Regions from separate parts of the Ovis aries genome. Here region 2 is linked to region 1. A link is a contact called in public Hi-C data. All regions are on one chromosome and are shown on one strand. Each heading gives the region's core, a stretch centred on a gene start, on an enhancer-like site or on the middle of the called end of the contact. The rest is flanking DNA. Distances are from core to core; before and after follow the strand shown. Region 1 has its middle 140 kb from the start of ZNF516. Region 2 overlaps ZNF407 (zinc finger protein 407).

Region 1 (5,604 bases), core at 1,387-3,886:
AACAGATTTGACCCCTTTTCATCCTGGCCACAAGGGGGCAGTGCTAGTGGCTCTTACAAAGGAGGAAGTGAAGGTGCAGAATCATCAGCAAATCACCCGAAACCACACATCCAGGAACGAGCCCGAGTTCAAAGGCAGGTCTGCCGGCCCCCAGAGCCCTACCCTCATGCCACTGTCACCACCCTGAGGACGTGGGGCTCTGCCTGGAGGGAGCAGGCAACCACAGCGGCAGGAGCCACCTGGCCGTGAGCGAGCTATTCAGGAACCCCAATTCGGGGCACGGATACCACCTACCGAAAGCTGCAAGTGAATTCAGTTAAAATTTAACTTTTTAATAAAAATTAAAGCTTAATATTTTACTGCTTCCCTGGTGGCTCAGAGGGTAAAGCGTCTGCCTGCCACGTGGGAGACCTGGGTTTGATCCTAGGTTGTGAAGATCCCCTGGAGAAGGAAATGGCAACCCACTCCAGTATTCTTGCTGGAGAATCCCATGGATGGAGGAGCCTGGTGGGCTACAGCTCATGGGGTCGCAAAGAGTCGGACATGACTGAGCAACTTCACTTTCTTTTTCACTTTCAAAGCTTAATTTAATTCAGTTAATTAAATTGATTTAGATTGATTAGATCACATTAAAATTCCACTAGCTGATATTTAAAACACAGGTGAACTACAGCTACACAGAAACTAGAGGGAATGAAACACATACACGTCTCGAGCATTTGAGCAGCTCAAGGCCCACTCAAGTCATTCACGATGCTGGAAGGTGTCCATGTCGTCACCATTAGCATCGTTTTCTTTACAATTTTGCTCGTGGCCTGGAGAGCTCACTCAAGTTCACCCTGCACGTCTGAGGAGTCCGCAGTCGTCAAGAAGAACAGGATTTTGAAACCATTTCTTACAGCATCCTATGAAGCTGATGTACGTTTTCTGTGTGTTTGGCAAAATGATTCAAGTTTATCCTCTGCCCTCAGGATCTGCCATCTGTCCATGGGGATTTCCCAGGCAAGGATACCGGAGTGGGTTGCCATTTACTTCTCCAGAGGATCTTCCGGACCCAGGGATCGAGCCATCCTCTCCTGCTTGGCAGGTGGATTCCTTGCCCCTGAGCCCCCGGAAGCCCCGCTTTCCGACGCCCGTTTCAATAGCGCCCTCACCTGCTCCTCTGGAAGGCCGTCTCTGGGCCTGGCCTTCTGCCTGGCTTCCCACCCGCCTGCTGCCTGACTGTGGCCTCTCCCGGGAGACAGGGAAGCCACGACCATGTTGTTCAGAAGTTTATCTGGCCTGTCAAGGTGGCCAGTCTAAAAGATGAACTGGGGCTGTAAGTGCAAGAAGGTCCTCCCCTTCAGGGAGCAGGGTCTCAGTGCAGACAAGGGGGTCAGGAGGAGACGGGGATCTGGCAGCCAAGGCCCCACTGGGGGGCGCCTCACCCGCGCTGAGATGGGGCAACTGGCCGGCTCTGACCACGAGTACCACACTTGGGCCCCGCAAGCCACACAGCTCCGAGGCTGCAAAATCGCCCTTCTGCGCTTCTCAGGACAACTGGGCTGGAACAGCTGTCCTCCTGGAGCGAGGAGGACGATTGAATCCCATGTCTGTCATTCCTGGGGCCAGACTCGCAGACAAGTGGGGTGGGGCGGAGGTTGAGAGCGAGGCTCCAGGAAGACAGGCCGGGCACGTGCGGCCAGCTGGGCGGCATCCCGAGGGGAGGAAGGCTCTGGCGCTCAGAACCCTCACGCCGCGTCTTGTCTCGTTTCCACTGAGATCCAGCTCACGTGCAATGAGGAGACCCAATCTGCAACCCTCTGATGGGACAAAACATCCAGCCTTTGTTGACCTTCTAACCACCCACCCAGCCCTGACGTTTGAAGGTCACCAGGGAAGACAGTGGGAGAGAGGGGCCTGCCGGGCTACAGTCCATGGGGCTGCAAAGAGTCGGACACAACTGAAGTGACTTAGCATGCACACACACACTTGCATAGATCTTATTTCCCAAAACGTGATGGAAGGCGATGAATCCTACTTGTGGTACCAAAGCCTCCTCACACACGTGACAACTGCCCCTTGAATAACACAGAGGCTGGGGCTGCAGACCTCCCTCCTGCCCTGCCTGGTCCTGCCATCTCGGCCGCTGAAACAAAGGAATTGATGATGAGTGACTCAGCCCGGGGCAGGGAGCTGAAAGAGACTGGACGGAACCAGGACGCACACCTCAGTTCTTCCGAGCCCATGTGTCGTGATCTCTAATAGACCACAGATTCTCCACACACTTAATTTAAAAATCCATAGAATGAAAATACAGGCGCTGCACTTATTGAAAACACACCCTCCTGTAACCGGACGAGCCAGTGTGGTTCAGGGTCAGCGTGTGCATTTGCTCCGTCTTGGTGCAGGTCACACTGACTGACCGCTGACTTTTGTTCACGCTCCATCCGTACAGTACCCGCTGCGTTTCCAGGGTATTGGGAGTCCCTGAATGATGCTGTGATCTACATGGATGCAGTCAGGAGGAGAGGCCCTCGCCTCCGCCTGCACCCTGCGCCTCACCTCCAGTAACGATGCAGCGGAGCTGTGCACACAGGAATTAAAGGCACTGGAGATCCTGTGAGCAGGACACACGCGCTTGACGCCGGTGGACACAGAGCAGTGTAGCGACACCGTGTGGCCAGAGCCGGCCACAGCCCTCCCCTCGCCTCCGTGTCATCACTCAGACAGGAGCAAGGGGGACAGCTGCGCTTGGTAACAGCTGCCAGGACCCCCCTCCTGCACCCACCCAAACTTTCCCTCTTCCGCTGGCTGAGTTTCGTCATCCCTTGGTCTGCCAGCTCTGCTCCCGAAAAGCCCTAGAACTAGGGGAATGATTTGTTTGCTGTCCAGTCAATAGTTGTACATTTTGGTTAAATTCATTACTCACGTTTTATGTCAGTGATTTTCAGATTTTTTGTAAGGCAGTGCGTCTGGCTCTGGATAGTTTTTGAGCTATTGATGCTCAGAAAAACAGAGCATTATTTAATTAAAGCAAATCATACAATGTGTTTCTTTGAAAGAAACCACCTTTCTTGTTCCAAACCCACCAAGATAGTGAATACAAATAAATTCACCTCACTTCCGGTACGTACTGTCTTTCACATCTGATCCACTAAGCACACTGCGTTGGAGTTCATTATTTCCAAAGAGAAGTATTTCAGCGCGTCATCTTGAGTGCCCCGATTTCGCCATTCTGGGCATTGTCGTAACTGGTGTTTAATCTACCATTCAGTTTCCACAGCTGCCATCCTGTGGTGCTGACAGGCATGCAGTCCAAAATGGCTTTGCTGCTTTTCTTCCAGGAACTCACAGACCTGGGCATTTTGGAGGAGCATGAGGACGGTTGTCAGGCCAGTTTTACAGCTTTGACCTGAGTGGGTTTGCATGTTTGCAACAGATCCTGAAGTTGGGGCTTTTCCGATGGCTTAGCTGGTAAAGAATCTTCCTGCAACGCAGGAGACAAGGGATGTGTGTTTGATTCCTGGGTCGGGAAGATCTCCTAGAGGAGGAAATGGCAACCCTCTCCAGAATTCTTGCCTGAACAGTCCCATGGACAGAGGAGGCTGGCAGGCTACAGCTCAGAGAGTCTCAAAGAGTTGGACACAGCTCAGCACAGCACAGCACTGAAAGCTGGTGGTTTAACTTCTTCAGCTCCCTGAATATGAATTTGCTGATAAGCTCAAACCACATGCTTGGGTGAAGGGTTTTGACAAACACTTGCCTGGCTCCGTCCCAGACGGCACTCTCTCCAGCACCTACTGTGTGTGCAAAGAACGTCCCAGGCCTTGGATTTGAAGTCTGGGATGACTGTGCCAGCCAGAATCCTTCCTGGAAAGAGAATACTCATTTTTCTAGCTAAAAGGATTCAGTTCAAATGTCAGCTGGGTAATCTGCTGATAGATAACTAATCAAATCTTACAAAGAAACTATTTTTAGTAAATAATTTGAATTTCTCTGTTCTGCTGTCAGTTCCAACCAAGATGACCACTCGAGAAAAATCATGTTTTGTCCTCATGCACCCAATTCGTTTATTCTTCTCAACATGTTGGTATCGCTCATTCAGCCCCTGCTCTGGGCAGATACTGTACTGGAGGTGAAAATACCAACCAAGATACAAAGGACCCAGCCATCGCACTTACCAGGCGTAAAATTGAGAGGAAGACAAGAGACACATGAAGACTTTACCTGGGACGGACAGTGAAAGGTGGGCATCACCAGGATGCATAGCAACAGAGTCTATCACATGACTGAATACAGAAATGCTCATTGAGAGACCTGGAGAGAGAACCCGCCCCAGCCCCAGGCCCCCTCCAGGGCCCACCAAAGACACGCTGCTGCCCTCAGGTTGGTGAGGAAGGGACGGGGGCGAAAAACAGACGCTAAAGGAACCTGACCAGGCTCTTTCTCTGCACATTTTAAAACAAAAGACTCATCTATTCCCTTCCTTTGAATCAAGGTAAACGTGAAAAGCAATGACTGCTAGAGGCGGAGGCTGACCCCCCCACCCTGGTGTGGCTCCATTTCCTTAAGGCACAGCTAACCCGATGATAAACGGTGAAGTCACTTGGGCCAGAGCCAGTAGCTCTCTCCTTCTGTTCTGAGACCTGCATCCAAATCCGAGCCTGTGAAATGGCTTGGGTGATCTTAATTTGACAGTTGTCAACATTTCAAAACCATTGCCAAGTTCAACCAAATGGAAGTCTCTCATCAAGCCTGGCTCTGCGCGCGTGTGTGTGTCCGTGTGTGTGTGTGTGCCTGTGTTGTGTGTATCAGAGAGTTGCCAGTCTGAGCCTGTATAATACACCTGTGCATTCTTCCTCAGTCATGTCTCATTAGCATCCTTTCTACATGACAAGTTCCATGGAGGGGGAGAGAAGGTGGCACTTGAACTTCTGTACGTTTCGGTCCAAGAAGGAGCAAAATTCGCAGACGAAAGTTTTGAGAGAGTGGATTCAACTAATGAAACATTAAAATCTAAGAAAATTGTTGCACAGAATATGAATTTACATAAAGAAAGAGGGTGGAATGGCGGACAAAACAATTCATACTGAGCATTCCCTTCTTAGCACGAACATCTCAGTCTAAGCTAGATCTGAGAACAGTTTAACTGATTCCACATCAGCACAAAAGCATAAAAAATGTGATGAAAATAACCTGGAAAGTAAACGAGACTTTTCTGAGATGTGCCATGTACAAGACACCTTATTTGAAAATGGAACTATTGGCTCGGCAAGCATGGACTCACCGTAGGGAAGTTTATTGTTGTTCAGTCATAAGCCTTGTCCGACTCTTTGAGACCCCCAGGACTGCAGCACAGCAGGTGTCCGTGCCCTTCACCATCTCCTGGGGCATGCTCAGACTCAGGTCCATTGAGTCAATGATGCCATCCAACCGTCTCATCCTCTGTGATGCCCTTCTCCCACCCTCAATCTTTCCCAGCATCAGGGTCGGGTCTTTTCCAATGAGTCAGTTCTTCGAAACAGGTGGCCATAGTATTGGAGCTTCAGCTTCACCATCAGTCCTTTCAATGAATATTCAGGGTTGATTTCCTTTATGACTGAAATAAAAACTTGAAGATAC
Region 2 (5,799 bases), core at 1,240-3,739, 1.2 Mb before region 1:
ACTGGCTTTCACTAAGTATTACTTCAAATGTAATACAAACATATATCTATTTTAAAAATATGTTTTATTAATCTGGATCCACACCAATGTATTTTAAATATAATTTAATCAAGTTAATAATGTAATTGCAAGCTTACTATTTGGAAAAATATTTATTAGCTTATAAAATCCTTAAGATGTGCATTACTCTTGGACGTGTATCTGTCAACTAGGATATAGAAATAACTTGTAAGCATAGCACAAGGTGATAAGTGTCATTATTGACTTTTTATCCTCATCCGTAAATATAACTGCTGTATCCTAGTTTATCGGTGTGGGGGGGTTTCAAATACAACACAAATGTGAAGACTAGACTTCCCCCCTTATTTCCTCAGGACTACTGTGTAATTTGTCTGTCTTCCCTCCATGAATATTTGTTTTTCTTTGAGTTGTATATATGTGTGTGCACAGATATAATACCAGTGTGATTTTATGTCCTGCAGTTATTGGTTGAACCAAGCAGTTCAAGGTTTAGCTTTTGTTTTAATTTTATACATAAAGGTGTAGGTTTGATGTGATACTCTGAGACTGCAATTTTAGATCCTTTTTTTAGTAAACTACCAGTTTATATGGCTGGGCTACAACTATTTAATCTATTATTAATAAGTATTTTACTCAGCTGTACAAATTATAAAAATAATGCCAGGGTTCTAGGAGAATTTCTTTTTTCACATTTAGAGTTTATGTATAAATTTTACATTCTCCCTTGAAGATAAATGAATTATTTTTATATTTTTTATTGATGCATATATAAATTTATCATTTGAATAGAAGCTGATTAAGAAATGGGCCACCATTTTAACTAATTAAAAGAAATTTCATTCACACATTTTGTTAAGGGATGGTTGTAATATTTAGATAAGTCTTCATGATTCAAAGGGACTTAACAGTTTACAGTTTCAGTTAGGTTACTTCATTTAAAAATAATTGATTTTCCCAAGACACTTAACATTAATATAAATATGAGGGATTGTTTTTTTGTATGCAGTTCATTTTTTATGGATGTGTTAGTGTTCATTACATACAAACATCTGGACACATACACAAACAATTTTTTATTTGATAAAGACCTTAAAAGGACAAAAGACATTTGACCTCATCTTGAGACCATGTATCATAAGTTTACAGAAGGATCAAGGAACACAGATTTTAATAATGCAAACAATATTAGTTCTGTCCCCTCTGGTGTTTGGAACCTGGACATACTGATTGTGTACTTTGATTCCTAAACCATGGAGATGTATCAGACGCCCCCGGGAGCACCTGGCCGCGCTAAGAACACTTCAGTGATTGTAAGGGTAGTGCCTAGAGGGCAATTAAGAGACAGGGCTAGAGAGAGACAGTAATGAGTCCCGGTAGCACCTTAATGAACCCCAGAAAGGGAAGCCGAGACTTAGGGAGACTTGTGGCTCCAGAGAGTGAGCTTGTTGAGCGATGTGCAGATTATTTACCAAGAATACTGCTTCTAGATTTTGATATTCATATAATCAGAGGCAGATTTTTAAATCCTACCCCTTAATGTATTTAACATACTCTTTTAGATTGGTAATAATTTGAATTTTATTAATAAAACCTGTTATTTTTCTATACTGCCTTTTGTTATGCTGAAGTCTGACTGAAATGATGCACTTGTTCTGAATGTACTCTTTTAGTGCAAAATTTACCTCACATTGAGTTCATAGTGTATTTTTTTTTTACTTGATATACAATAATTTTGCTCAAGTGTTGAACTAGCTTTTTTAATGTACCTGTATAGACTTCCTGTTTTTTGCAGTCATTGTTTCCTGAGTTGTTACTCTCCACAGTGAAACACTGACTTTTCTTAATCTAGTTCGAGCCTGTGAAAGCTGTAAAATTGAGAGTAATCTCTCAAAACATACCTTTTTTTGTGTAATTATATGAAAAAGATTGGTAACAGAATTTTGTATAGTGTATTGTTCATACAAGAGCACTGGCTTGATATAAAATCCAGTTTGTATCACTGTTTCACCGCTGATTTTTCTGACTCATATTTGTTGCTTCAAAACACATTAGTAGCATAACGCCTATATATTACTGTGTGATTTCCTATTTGTCCATTTGCGTTTTTGTGGGGGAGAAAAGAGTGAGGGAGTGGAGAGGAGGGCGGCTCTGAGCTGGCGATCTGATGCGGTAAACCCCGCTCCTGATTAACACGGGTCCCTGCAGCTGCGATGCTGTCTGCACACAGGTATTAATGTATGTGCATTATGCCTGCCTCATTGGTCTCTGCTGTGGGGTATGTTCAGACATACAGCTGAGAGAGAGCTGCTGGGCTCCAGAGTGTCCACCTCGGAGCTCTGGGCTCCGGCGTCCCGCGGACGGCATTGTCTGTCACCGCTGTCCTCCGCCACCGCAGCGGGCCTGCCCCACTCTGGGAGCACCCTCCACACGCTGCAGGGGAGGCCGCGGTGCTGTTTCTCGCTGGACCACTAGGGGGAGTCAAGGAGTGTCCCTACAGTTCCTCCCTTGCCTCCCCTCTTTCCTCCCCCATCTCGCCCTGGGTCTCCCTCCCCACCTCCCTTCCCGCCTCTTCTTTTCCTTCGTTTCTTTCCCTTTCCTTCCCTTTTCCTTTCTTCCCTTCCCTTCCCTTCCTTTCTCTTCTTTGTGTGTAGAACTGAAAATACTGCTGTAACCTTTCCTCCCAGTGAAGCTGAATATGACCACAGTATGAACAGCAGTTTGTCTTTATATTTTTTAAGTTGTTTAGTAAATGACATGTATTTTTCCTGTTGTTTATATACCTAGAGGATGACAAGATTTTACAGTTTTAATGAGTAAAGAACTCTTAGAAAAGTATTACTACCTAGATGAATTAAATTTAAAACAATATAAAGAAAAACTGTGATGTATAGAATGTCCAATATGATTATTAGAAATGAAGTGTAATAAAATAGCCATACAATAATTATCTAGAAGTGATTTCAGCCTACTTTTATTTTAATTAGAATGACTCTGAGACTCAATATTTCTGAATTGTGTCTTCCTAATTCATATTCCTCTAGGAGTGGCTGACTTGGGTTTATGTTACATGATGACTTGCTTGTAATGTTGTCACTGAAGCAGGTAGATGTTTATTCAGCTATGGGAGTCACTAAGCTTGATCTGAATATCCATAAACATTCTAGCTTTATCTAAAAATAATGTAAATTTTAGTAGAAATTTAAAACACCATGTAAATGTGTGCTTTAAGTTGTGCAGTTAAAATATATTATACATATATTTCAGATCTTTTATATCCAAATGGAGAAATTTGAGTGCATGATAATTTTTCTCCCTAAATTTACGTTCTCTGGGTACTTAAAGATCACAGATTTTTGAAATAGCTAGAGAACTTAACACTTGTATGTTTTGGGCCTTTTTTCTGCTTTTATAATACATAATATTTTTTACTTTTTAAAGATTGGATTTTAATTATTTTAATTTTATCCTTGAGAATTCTTTTGTGTTTTATAAAATAAACCCATTGAAAATGCTTAATATATGCAGAGTTGATTACACACCATGTAGGATGTTAGTTATTACAGAATAAATGTCTATAAAATGTAGGTTTGTTTGTGGAATTGAAAAAAAATTGTGAAATAAAAAGATGTGTTTTGCCTTTTAGTTAATTTTGAAACTGACTGTTAACATTAGTTTTACTTTGCTAAAATTTATGGCTACATTTGTATATGTCTGAATATTTATTGTAAGAGGTTTATTTATATAATTGAATGGTAAAGTCATCATATTATCTTAAGAATGGTTCCAGAGCTATGGTTCGTGGTTGTGTTTGAGAAACAGATAAAACATTTGTGAATCTTTTCATAATGATATTTCTTGATGGCTTTCATAAGAAAGCACATAATTTGTGATGACTTAAAAAAAAAATCACGACAGCAAAACTTTTTGAGTTAGCGGCAAAGTAAATGGGGCAGGTTTTGCATTTTGAACAGAAATGTTATGAACTGTGATTGAATTTGTCGTGAAAGTGTGTCAGTATTAATAAAAGTATTTAGGTTCAAGTTTGCTGAGCTTTGTAGCCTTTTTAAGGTTAAGGATTGGTTAATGCGAAAAGTCACTTCTGTGCATTTGGTAGTATACAGAAAATGACAAATATATTTCTATGCATTTTGGATTATTATGCCATCTCTTATTTCAAACCCTTTTTGTCAGGACACCAGGCAAAACAATGATGCTTTGAGGACGTAATTAAAGATATTGTTCAAAGAACAACTTTCTGCATATTTGAATTATTACTGTCATCAAAATCATACAAATATGGAAATATGATTGCCAGAAGCACATAAATCAATGATCAGCATGGCCTCAAAATCCAATAAATATGTAGAGTTAAATACTTTAAAATGCAAATTGTGTCTGATGATTTGCATATGGTAGAGTTTAAAGGAAATTTGTTGCTTAACAACCTCTAAGGTAGCAGTTAGGGCTGTGGGTAAACATAGATTTTTTTATTCATCATTGGTCAAGTTGCACGATTTGATAAATGATGGGAGACTGCTTTCCTTGGTTAAAATGACTGCAATCTTTACTGAATCCTAAAACTGCCTTGAAGTCATCTGAATAATTAAGAGTTAATTATTCTTCATCCATCTAGATCAGAAAAGGACAGATTTAGGGAAGGAATTTATAATTTTTGCCTCACGTCCTGTCATGTCGTAATGTGATAAGCTAAACTGACTCCAAATAATATCTAGTGACCTTATAGTAATTATGCCCCACAAAACATTTTTGTTGCAGTTTTTTAATTGCTTACATCGATTCTAGACACTACACATTAAGAGACTTATAAGTTTGTCTCCAAAGAAAGCAATATAAAATTCATGGTACATTACTATTATGTTTTAAGTTTATCAATGTGGATACACACCAACCCAGCATAAGTTTCCATGTGTTATTTTAGAAATAGCAAACAGTGACTCCTAAAGTATTATTAGAGCAGATTATAGACACACTGGGAAAAATTATCTTAAGAAGTTATGTTGAAAGGGCAATGAATCTTTCTTCACCTATTTTAATTTGAAGTTTTAAAACAATAAAGCCAGTTTAAAGAACTTCATTTTCTCATAATTACCGTAATGATGGAGCAGATACCTCATGCAGGTTTACCAGTAGTATACATTATTTTAAGAGGCTGAAAAAAGGCGACAGCAAGTCAAGAAATAAACTGTCTCCTGCTATTATTTGTTAAAAGCAGATGGCATAGAATTCTTGTGAAAACCTAGTGTCTACTTAGTGAATTTTTTACCAAACAATTTTCTTTGAAAACAGAGTGTTTTGTGAATGTTTACTGATCACAAGAAGAATTGTAATAAAGAAATCAATATGCATGATCCCTTTCCATGTAGTACAACAGGGTTACACTGTTAGGTTAAATACAGGCAGCATTCCTTTCCAGAAAATCAATTTGCTGTATAGCCTGCAACAGCCGGGCTCTTCACATAGAGTCATTTTATGCTGTGCACACAGTAAATTCTGTATTGGCACCTTCAAATAGTATTGACTTCTAAAAGGCTGTAAGCTTAGTAACCTGACTTTGAGAAGAAAGGCCAGGGCCCTTAATAATAAAATCAGCTATTATTTATTTTTTATGTTTGACCACAAACTAGGCATTTTAAAAAAGCCATTGTTTTGTCTTCATATTATAGTAGAAATGGCAAGTATGATTTCAGAGGAAATACCAAATGTGATTTTAGTGAGAAATATCATTTTTATATTCACTAACTGAACTATATCTGTTTA

The links. Hi-C and Micro-C count contacts between places; a contact is called where the count stands out from the background.
Region 2: a contact with region 1 is called in a Hi-C map of hypothalamus, with 9 times the contacts expected there. The contact joins two enhancer-like sites. A contact is called at or near these places in 3 of 16 Hi-C or Micro-C datasets (hypothalamus, retroperitoneal adipose tissue and tail adipose tissue).

The regions. Positions count from the first base shown.
Region 1 is chr23:2,882,348-2,887,951 of ARS-UI_Ramb_v3.0, reverse strand. No RefSeq gene overlaps it. Among named protein-coding and RNA genes, the nearest start is that of ZNF516, 140 kb to the right of the region's middle. Within about 2 kb of position 2,636, at least 7 of the 54 cell types and tissues checked have an H3K27ac peak or open chromatin away from gene starts, as enhancers often do. A contact at or near this core is called in hypothalamus, where this site is marked.
Region 2 is chr23:4,090,896-4,096,694 of ARS-UI_Ramb_v3.0, reverse strand. The region is part of intron 3 of ZNF407 (zinc finger protein 407); the gene reads left to right. Among named protein-coding and RNA genes, the nearest start is that of ZNF407, 52 kb to the left of the region's middle. Within about 2 kb of position 2,489, at least 20 of the 54 cell types and tissues checked have an H3K27ac peak or open chromatin away from gene starts, as enhancers often do. A contact at or near this core is called in hypothalamus, where this site is marked.